2 separate regions of the Sus scrofa genome follow, and region 2 is linked to region 1. A link is a contact called in public Hi-C data. All regions are on one chromosome and are shown on one strand. The core of a region is the stretch at or near the end of the contact, and the rest is flanking DNA. Distances in the headings are between cores, read along the strand shown.

Region 1 (4,701 bases), core at 1,103-3,602:
ATTGAGAAGATAGTCAAGGGCGGGCATCTTGGCGCCTGAGGGCCGCGGCTCAGCCACTCCTCCCCGGACTTGTTTCTCTGGGGCTAAGAAATAATTCCAGCGGTAGACACCCCCTCGCCCAGATATAATTAATTTGTAAAATAAGCTCTGAAACCTTTTCCCTTGCAGGTCCTTTGTTCCCTGAAGCCAGCCCTGTCCCCTGCTCTGAGAAAGACTTGGATTTCCCCTTCCAGATGTGGATGGCCGAGAGCCCTGGAGACCGTCGCGACCCGAGGCCGCCTCTCCCCTTTTCCCCGCTCTGCAGTTCTCTGGAATAAACTGGCCCTGGACAGCCTAGCCGTCGGGTTTCCTCACGCGTTGCCCTGAGCACCCAGAATCGCCAGTCCTACTTCCATCCGTCCCAACCCCGACCCCGCGCCAGTCGCAGCGATCACTTACGTGGGCAGGGCCCGCGAGGAGACCAGGGGCCCCGGCGGCATCTGCTGCTGTGCAGGGCGCACCGCACTCCGTACCCCAAAACAGGCGCTAGGAAAGAGCAATTAAAACCACAAGTGCAACACGGCAATCAAGAGGAGTGGAACGGCTCCGGGAGTTGTCTGGTGGCGGAGTCATTAGCTGGTTGTTGCTACAAAGCCTCACCGTGTGGTTCGGTGATTAAGGAAAAAAAAAAAAAAGAAAGAAAGAAAGAAAAATCTTTTTAAACGTTGGCAAACCCGTTATTGGTTTGGAGGATTGGTTGTTTTGATTTGCTTTGCTTTTGTTTTTCTTTTTGCTCCAACCACTGCTGCCTGAAATACTTCTACCCCCCAACATCGTACACTTAAACCAAAGGAGAGGAATTCCGCGGGCAGCAGCTGCTGCTACAGAAGTTAAAAAAGAGAAGCCCCTTCCGTTGATATCTGTAACGACAGCACGGATGTAATTTGTTTTGAATGTTCATTTTTATTGGTGTTCCCTCTGCCAAAATGTGCTTGATTACAGAGGTTTGTCCTGTGATCACTGCGCACTCTAGACAGGGGAAGGTGCCTCGGCGAAGGTTCAGCTCAGGCCAGATCAAATCCGGGGCTGTTTAACGCTGAAAGGCTGCATGTTGCTATTAGTGTTAAATATATGGCTAATTATGCGTATGAAAATTAAACATCAGTGTTATGCTAATGGGGCGCCTTCAGCTGCGGATCTGAGCACTTGAGACTACCATTTAATCAAATGAATCAGTAACTAATACATCTGCACGTGTGAACTTTCACAAGATCATTTCCCCGTTCTCGTCACACGCTAAATTATGAAAGAAATAATTATCAACACTTTCTAATTACCTAACAAAGTAATTTGGGATTCACCGTGGGGCTGGCGGGATGGGGAACCAACAGCCCCTCACAGCCAGCGTGGTGCGCGCCACGCCTCACGGGGGTGGTTGTGTTGTGGTGGCTGCGGGGGCTTTTGTGTGCTTTTCTGTACCTAGCGCCCCAGAAGACAGAAGGCGCCGCGGCAGCTTTTGCCTTCACCAGCCCTGCCCCAGGCCCAGTGGCGCCCGCTTTGACCCCTGGAGATGAGGAGGATCCTGGGCGACAATGAGAGACGTGTCTACACACAGATACTCGATCTTACAACTGGCCTGGTTTTGCCGCGGGTTTCGGTGTCCCCCAGGACTCCTACACCCTGGGTGCTCTCGCCAGACCCCAGGAGGCCGGAAAATGACCACCTGGCGTCCTCAGCCCAAGCAGAATTGAGCCCGCCAACTCCTGGGCTCTACTCTGCGCCGCGCCTTTGGGGCGAGTGAGCCGGACGCTTGGCTCAGAGGGAGTGGAGAAGGGAGGGGGAGGCGGAGGAAGGTTGGGAGGGAAAGAGGGGGGGTGTGGGTTGGGGGGAGGGGGCGGTACGGCCGTCTTTCCTGGGAGGAGAAGCGCGGGTTCCTGGCTCCGCGCGCACTGCTTTAATCAGACCGGTGTAGCCTGGAGCTGGAGTGGCCAGCTTGGCCTGGAGCAATGCGAGCGGGCCCCAGGGAGCGGCGGCGGCGCGGCGGCCGAGTGAGTGAGTTCGCCCGGAGGGCCCCAAACACGCCCCCAGGGATGTGGCAGAGTGGACCCAGGTCGGGGAGGCGCCGCCAGGAGAGCGCTGCTCAAGGCACAGGACTCTCTGGAGGACAGCGCTCTATTGACCGCCTCCGGCGCAACCATTGCGCGACTCTGGGCTCCAGAGGCCGCAGTAAGGCTCGAGAGCCGCCCTAGCTCAGCACCGGACTGGGTAGCTGCGGCTAGGAGAAGCGGTGCGCTGGTCCCCGGTGTTGTGGGGGCGGGCAAAGGGTGGGGACAGTAGGAGGGGGAGGGCAGCAGAGCGGAGCCGCTGCTTGGTTTCTGGGAAGTAAGGGGCGCCGGGGAGGTGGGAGGCTGAAGAGCCGCGGGCCGCGTAGGTCCCGGAGCGAGCGCCGCAGCCCATTGTGCGCCCCACGCGGCGCGCTCTGTTGCAGAGGAGCCCCGGCCGGGAAGTGTGGATGCGTCTCTCCCGAGGCCGAGCCGCCTCGCCCGCTCTAGTCCAGCGGAGCCGGAGCGCCTCGGACCAATCCCCGGTGATTATGCAAGACAGCGGACCAATCAGCTCCGCCAGCTCATGAATATTTATGACCTTGGCTGAGTCAAAGCTTTGAAGCGAGTTTGGGGAGCTCGGCAGCATCATGCTTAGACTTTTCAAAGAGGCAAACTCCATTTTCTTATGAATGGAAAGTGAAAACCCCTGTTCCGCTTAAATTGGGTTCCTTCCTGTCCTGAGAAACACAGAGACCCCAAAAAGGGAAGCAGAGGAGAGAGAGAGACCCACACCTAGACCCCGCGAGAAGAGATGACCATGACCACCATGCCAGAAAGTCTCAACAGCCCCGTGTCGGGCAAGGCGGTGTTTATGGAGTTTGGGCCGCCCAACCAGCAAATGTCTCCTTCTCCCATGTCCCACGGGCACTACTCCATGCACTGTTTACACTCGGCGGGCCATTCGCAGCCCGACGGCGCCTACAGCTCGGCCTCGTCCTTCTCCCGACCGCTGGGCTACCCCTACGTCAACTCGGTCAGCAGCCACGCGTCCAGCCCCTACATCAGTTCGGTGCAGTCCTACCCGGGCAGCGCCAGCCTCGCCCAGAGCCGCCTGGAGGACCCAGGTACGTGAGCCTGCCAGGGAGAGGAAGAGACAGGAAGGGAGGGAGGGAGAGGAAGAGGGAGAGAAGAGAGAGAGAGAGAAAGAGAGAGAGAGGGGGAGAGAGAGAAATGGGATGGGGGTGGGGAGGGCGCCAGGCAGTAGAGGGAGGTTTCGGGTATCAATCCCTGTCGTAGCAAAGATACTTTAAAAATATATAATATGTCCACCCAACTTGCAACTATCCAGCAAAGGATAAATCCGAGAGCGTCCCCTGACACTGGCTGGGCCTCTGGGCGGCTCCATGCGTGGAAAACACAATGCCCCGCTGGAAAACAGAAACCCACATGTGCACGTATTAGTCTCGGTAATTATTTATTGCGTAGCGCTATAAACAATGTATGCAATTAAGGGTAATTAAACCTCAACTACCGCCTGCAAAAATTGCAAACTTTTCCTGCAAAGGCAAGAGTTGCGCGCCTGTGAACTGCCCCAGTTCGCTTGCAGCGGCCAGGGGCCTGCCCTTTGGACTTGGCGGAACCCTTCCCTGACTTTCAGAGTTTCTTGAGCATTCTCACTCCTGGCCCAGCCTCTGCCATCCCTCTGCTGTCACTTGCTATCAGCTCCACGCACTAAAGTTGGTCCTTTGCATTAACAACGGCCCCCACATCTGCTGTTCCTTCAGGGGCTGACTCCGAGAAGAGCACTGTGGTGGAAGGCGGTGAAGTGCGCTTCAATGGCAAGGGGAAAAAGATCCGTAAACCCAGGACGATTTATTCCAGTTTGCAGTTGCAGGCTTTGAACCGGAGGTTCCAGCAAACTCAGTACCTAGCTCTGCCCGAGAGGGCGGAGCTCGCGGCCTCCCTGGGACTCACGCAGACGCAGGTACCTCGCCGCTGCCCCACCGTGGCGCCAAGCAGGCTTCCCTTGGCCCACCTGCGCCCAGAGTTCCATTTCTTGCTCTATGTGCCTCAGGGGTCCGTGTGCGTGCGTGCGTGCGTGCGTGTGTGTCCGTGTGTGTCCCACCCCTGGCTCTCCCATCGCCTTTGCTTCCTCAATAGTTCTCTCTGCCCTGGCTCAGTCACTGCACTCTACTCCGTGCTGCCGGCAGCCCGGCCCTGAGCAATCTGATTAGGGCGCAGGAAGGATTTCCCTGGACATTTTGTTTGGGGACTCTGAGGTCACACGTGCCCGAACAACTGGAACAATAGACTCTGGGCTTAATCCCTTCTTTGCCTTTAAAGTGTGTGGCTAAGCACTAGTGGCCTGGGCCGGAGCCTCTGTCTCCCTCCTCCTCCACCTTCTCACTGTGTTGGGCTGGGGTGGGGGTGGGGGGAAATCCTTTCCTCGGCCCTCTCACATCCCAGATCCCAGACCCTGGGGGAGAAATGGGACCTTCCTTCCCTGGTTTCTCTAAGATTCCCAGGACCCCTTGGCGTTCTGATCGTGACTGGCATAGGCTTCCAACTTGAGGTGGGGGGGGATGATTTGGAGCAGAGATGGCAGAGCAAACAGGCTAACTAAGGAAAGGTTGATTTAAGTCCAAATGAAAAGTTTAACAAAATCCTGTGGCCTCCT
Region 2 (4,701 bases), core at 1,507-4,006, 2.1 Mb after region 1:
GTTTTAACAGTCAGCTCAACACTTCAGCATAACACATTGATCTTTGTTTAAAAACTAGATTTTTTAGAGGATGAAAAAAATCTGTCTCTCTCTCTCTCACACACACACCCACCCACACACACACACAAACTGGACTTCTTCTGAAAGATTTCTTTCGGGGCCCCACCTTAGAGTTGAAGTGTTCGGGGCGTCTGCTTGTGATCCTTTGAAAGATTTCCTAACTTTCATTTGATTCGGTTGTGTGTATCTAAAGGAATATCCGGGTGTCCACGTAGAGAGTCTGACAGCTGGAACTACATTGAAAATGAAGGAAGGGGGAGGGGAGGAAGAGGAGAAGGAGAAGAGGAAGGCAATCACTGCGCCGGCAGCCTGAGGTGCCAGCGTGAACTGTTTTAAATGGTTGACTGGAAAATGTCACCAGTGCTAAGTGGCTTTTCGGATTGTCTTATTTACGACTTTGTCAGGTTTCCTTAAGGAGAGGGTGGGTTGGGGGTGGGGGAGGAGGTGGATGGGGGAAACCTCCGCGCTTCTCCTCCCGGGGCTGCACTGGGTGAGTCGGAAACGCCTCGCTGCCACTTAACAATCCCTCTATTAGTAAATCGACGCGAAGACTCTACGGGAAACCGAGCACCAGTCTGCCCTTCCAGGGCAGAATTCACCTGTTGGGAACGGCTCCTGGGTCCCCCTACCGGGCTTTCTGGCTGTTCTGGGCTACCTGGATTCCCCCTCACCCCTCCACCCCGGGTCCCCCGGGCACTTTCACAACCCCCCTCCCTGTCCCCCATGTCGATTTTTATCACAATCCCCCAGGGCACACAGCTTCATTATAGCCGCGCGAGTTTTCTCACTCTCTCCCCTCCCTCCTTTCTCTTTCTCTGTCATACTTTCCTTGGTGCTTTCGCCACCTTAGCCCAAAGAGGTGGTGGTGGTGGGGGGAGCATTTTGAGCAAAGTACTCTAACGAAAAGCAAAGAAAGCAACCCACATAGCCTTCGCCACCTTTGGAGTGCACCAGGATGAACGCAGGCTCCATCTCGGGGCCGAGAGAAGAGCCACGGTGGTGGCACTTTGGGCCAAGAGATATTGCAAAAAGAGGGAAGGAAAGGCTGGGGGCACAGTTCCACGTCCTCCTCACTTGCCCCGCCTCCTCAACAACTCGTCTTTTGCACCCAAGCATTTGAGGTTCCAGGTTAAAAGTGTCTTTTAAAGCAAGATGTGGGTTTGAGGGGAATGTGGTGCATTAAACCAGTACCCAGGTCTGTCGAGGGCACTGGTATTTCTGGTTCAAAGGCTGCTCCTGGCTTTCTTAAAGTAGAAAAAGAAAGGGAGACCGAGAAGGATGAAAAACAAACCGCTCAGCGGGTGCTGAGGGGCTCCAGGACGCGCAGCTGTCCATCTGAGGATGTGTCTTCTCACACCGACTGGATCCGGAGAGGACTTCAGGATGCTTCCAGCCTGCAAAATGTGGAGGCGCCCACGTGTGGCCTCGTCCCCCGCACTCACGGATGGAGGTCGGGGAGAAAGGCTCCCTGAGCAAGGCCACGAAAGCAGGGCGCTAGAGGCGAGCCCATCTCTCAACCGGGCGCCCTTGCCCTGCAAAGGAGCCTCTAGGCCCAGGCGGTATGGGGTAGGAGTAGATTGGAGCAAGAAAACTCGATTCCAGGCAGAAACGTGACATGTAAATCTTCATCGGGTTAAACAAACAGCCGAGCAAGCTGCAGCTTCAGCTGGGGTGGCGGTGGGGGCGGACGCGGCTCGCGCTGGTCTCGGTTTCTAAAGTTGTTACAATGTGAAAATAAGCGGCTTCGTGCAGCGTGTTGTATAGGCTGATGCCTCCCACCCCCAGGCCAGCCCCCAGCGAAACCCTGCAGATAATCAGCACGTCCCACTGTTTAGTCATATTTGACAACTGGGTTAACCTGGTATCTAGGCGCTGGCAAAACGGTACAAAGGGTGCCCTCAATTACCACTAGAAGCTTCTGTTGTGAATGGCACTTGTATTACCCCCTGGGTCAGAGGCCAGAGCGACAATTAGGAAGTCACTTAGACCGCTAGAGGAAATGGCGGGATGCAGCAGGCTCCAGGCCCTCCTAACAGCTCAATGGGTGTAGACCTGGACCAACAGGCCTATTTCTCTCCTCTCGGAGGAACCGTCCCTTCGCCCCCTTCTCCTCAATGTGACTCTGAGATTAAAACTAAATCCAGTGGGAATAAGAACATGGGTAGACAAACGACGGTGATAAAATCGCGAGTGAGAATGATAGATTCCAGCTGAAGTTGTGCTCCGCAGGCGAGAGCCTGGACACACAAAGTGAGCGTTGACATTTCCGTCTCCACTTGGGCCTTGCTGGTGCGGCCTCCGCCTCGGCGCCCCCTCCCCTCCTGCCTCCTTTCCCACAAGTGGAGAGTCGAGTAGGACTGTCAGTTCTAACTTGCATCGTGTCGGGGAGGCTTGAGGGGCATGTGGCTCCATCTCAACCATACTTAAACCTGGCTTGGTGCGTGTGGGTAAATTTTTAATTGCACTGTAATTTCTTCAGTCCCTAGCCCGCGACCCCCCCCCCGCCCCCACCTCGCTAGCCTCGGTGACTGGCACGCGCCGGGAGCCCGGGCTCGGGCCCCTCGGCGCGTCTGATTGGCTGCGGGGCAGCTCCCGTCTGCTCTGCCTGAGCCCTCATTGGGTGAGAGGCGCAGCCAGCGGCACTTCAAAGCGGGTGCTCCTCGCACTTAGGCTGAGTTTAGCCGGCGGGAGCCCGGAGTCCGCTCGGCGCGAGCGCGGGGACGCGGGAGGCTCGCGGAGTAGGAACAGTTTTCGCGAGCAGCCGTCAGGCTCAGCCCCGCTCCCGGCCCCGCCGCGCCGCCCAGGGACCTGCTATGGCCACGTCTATACTTGGGGTAAGTCGGAAGTGCGGCATTTGCTTGTTTTAACTGAAGTAATTTTTCCTTATGGCTTCTCCGGGTCGGCGGCTCCGGAGAAACTGTTGCTGCAGGACTGCAGCCTCAGCGTCTTTTAGCACTTTCCACATTTCCAGGACTGATTCTTTCCAAGTTACTGGAATCCTTGGAAGAAAAGGATTTGTTAAGCAAGTCCTTTTATTATTTGATTATAAAGAAAACCTGGAGGTTTCTTTTCTTCCCCCCGTGATTTATACCCCACCCCCCTTGCTTCGGGGCTTGTTGCAATTACGCGACAGCGGTGTTTCCAGAAAACAGCCTTAATCGTTTTGCAGTCCGTGTAGTCACGTTAACATTTACACTTCTGCGGCTCCCCAGTTCGTCTGTGACTTTGAAATCCATGGCGGGGACGCTTCTCCTCGGATTCTTGTTTTCCTAATCGTGTGTGTGTGTGTGTGTGTGTGTGTAAACATTTAAAACGTTTTCTATTAAAAATAAGAGTCGAGTCATAGCCACCCTTGAGAGGAGTACCTCAAGCTTCCCCCACCCGGGCCGCTGTTTCGGCCGTCTCTGCCCTCACTTGGTGTTTGTTGTCAATGTGTTTACCTCCGTGCTTCACCCCAAGGGCGATTTGGGGGCTTCTGTGAGAGGAGTGGGCTTAAGGCGAGCGGAAGGCGGGCGACTCCAGTCCGGTTTGGGGCAGGGGTTGCTGCGACTGAGGCGGGGAGAACCGAGACATCTTGAATTTGTAGCCCCACCGAAGAACAACTTTCCAGCGCCAGGCCCCCTCGCCCTTGTGATCGATCGCCTCTGCCCCGCGCAGGGCGCGGCGCATCCTCGGCGAGCGCGGGGAGGAGGCGCGAGCCGGGGAGCCACGACCCCCCGGGGCCGGCCGCGGGGGGACCAGGCTGCTCACGGGTGCACTTTGTGTCTTCCTCCCACTTCTTCCTGCCCTCCTCCTCCTCCTTGCTCCCTCCCCCACCCCACCCACTCTAGGAAGAGCCGCGCTTCGGAACGACCCCGTTGGCCATGCTGGCGGCGACCTGCAACAAGATCGGCAACACGAGCCCCCTGACGACGCTGCCGGAGTCGAGCGCCTTCGCCAAGGGCGGCTTCCACCCCTGGAAGCGCTCCTCGTCCAGCTGCAACCTCGGCTCCAGCCTCTCGGGCTTCGCCGTGGCCACCGGCGGCCGCGGCTCGGGCGCTCTGGCGGGCGGCTCGGGCGCAGCCAACAGCGCCTTCTGCTTGGCGTCCACGTCCCCCACGTCGTCCGCTTTCAGCAGCGACTACGGCGGCCTCTTCTCCAATTCGGCGGCGGCCGCGGCGGCGGCGGCCGGGGTGTCCCCGCAGGAGGCGGGCGGCCAGTCGGCCTTCATCTCCAAGGTGCACACGACGGCGGCCGACGGCCTGTACCCGCGCGTGGGCATGGCGCACCCGTACGAGTCGTGGTACAAGTCCGGCTTCCACTCGACGCTGGCGGCGGGCGAGGTGACCAATGGCGCGGCGTCGTCGTGGTGGGACGTGCACAGCAGCCCGGGCTCGTGGCTGGAGGTGCAGAACCCCGCTGGGGGGCTCCAGAGCTCGCTGCACTCGGGCGCCCCCCAGGCCTCGCTGCACTCGCAGCTCGGCACCTACAACCCCGACTTCAGCTCGCTCACGCACTCGGCCTTCAGCTCCACCGGCCTCGGCTCCTCGGCCGCCGCCGCCTCGCACTTGCTCTCCACCAGCCAGCACCTGCTGGCCCAGGACGGCTTCAAGCCGGTGCTGCCCTCCTACTCGGACTCCAGCGCCGCCGTGGCGGCCGCCG

Evidence for each region. A called contact is a pair of places that touch in the nucleus more often than the background predicts.
Region 2: a contact with region 1 is called in a Hi-C map of retroperitoneal adipose tissue, with 2.1 times the contacts expected there. The contact joins the promoter of SP9 here to the promoter of DLX1 in region 1. A contact is called at or near these places in 1 of 5 promoter capture datasets (liver) and 9 of 47 Hi-C or Micro-C datasets (epiblast stem cells, fetal skeletal muscle, heart right ventricle and 5 more).

The regions. Positions count from the first base shown.
Region 1 is chr15:78,184,344-78,189,044 of Sscrofa11.1, forward strand. It overlaps DLX1 (homeobox protein DLX-1), which reads left to right and starts at 2,353. Exons shown (of 3, transcript XM_013984283.2): 1 at 2,353-3,148; 2 at 3,809-4,008. The coding sequence starts at 2,836.
Region 2 is chr15:80,322,693-80,327,393 of Sscrofa11.1, forward strand. SP9 (transcription factor Sp9) reads left to right here and starts at 2,757. Exons shown (of 2, transcript XM_021075752.1): 1 at 2,757-2,894; 2 at 3,891-4,701. The coding sequence starts at 2,874.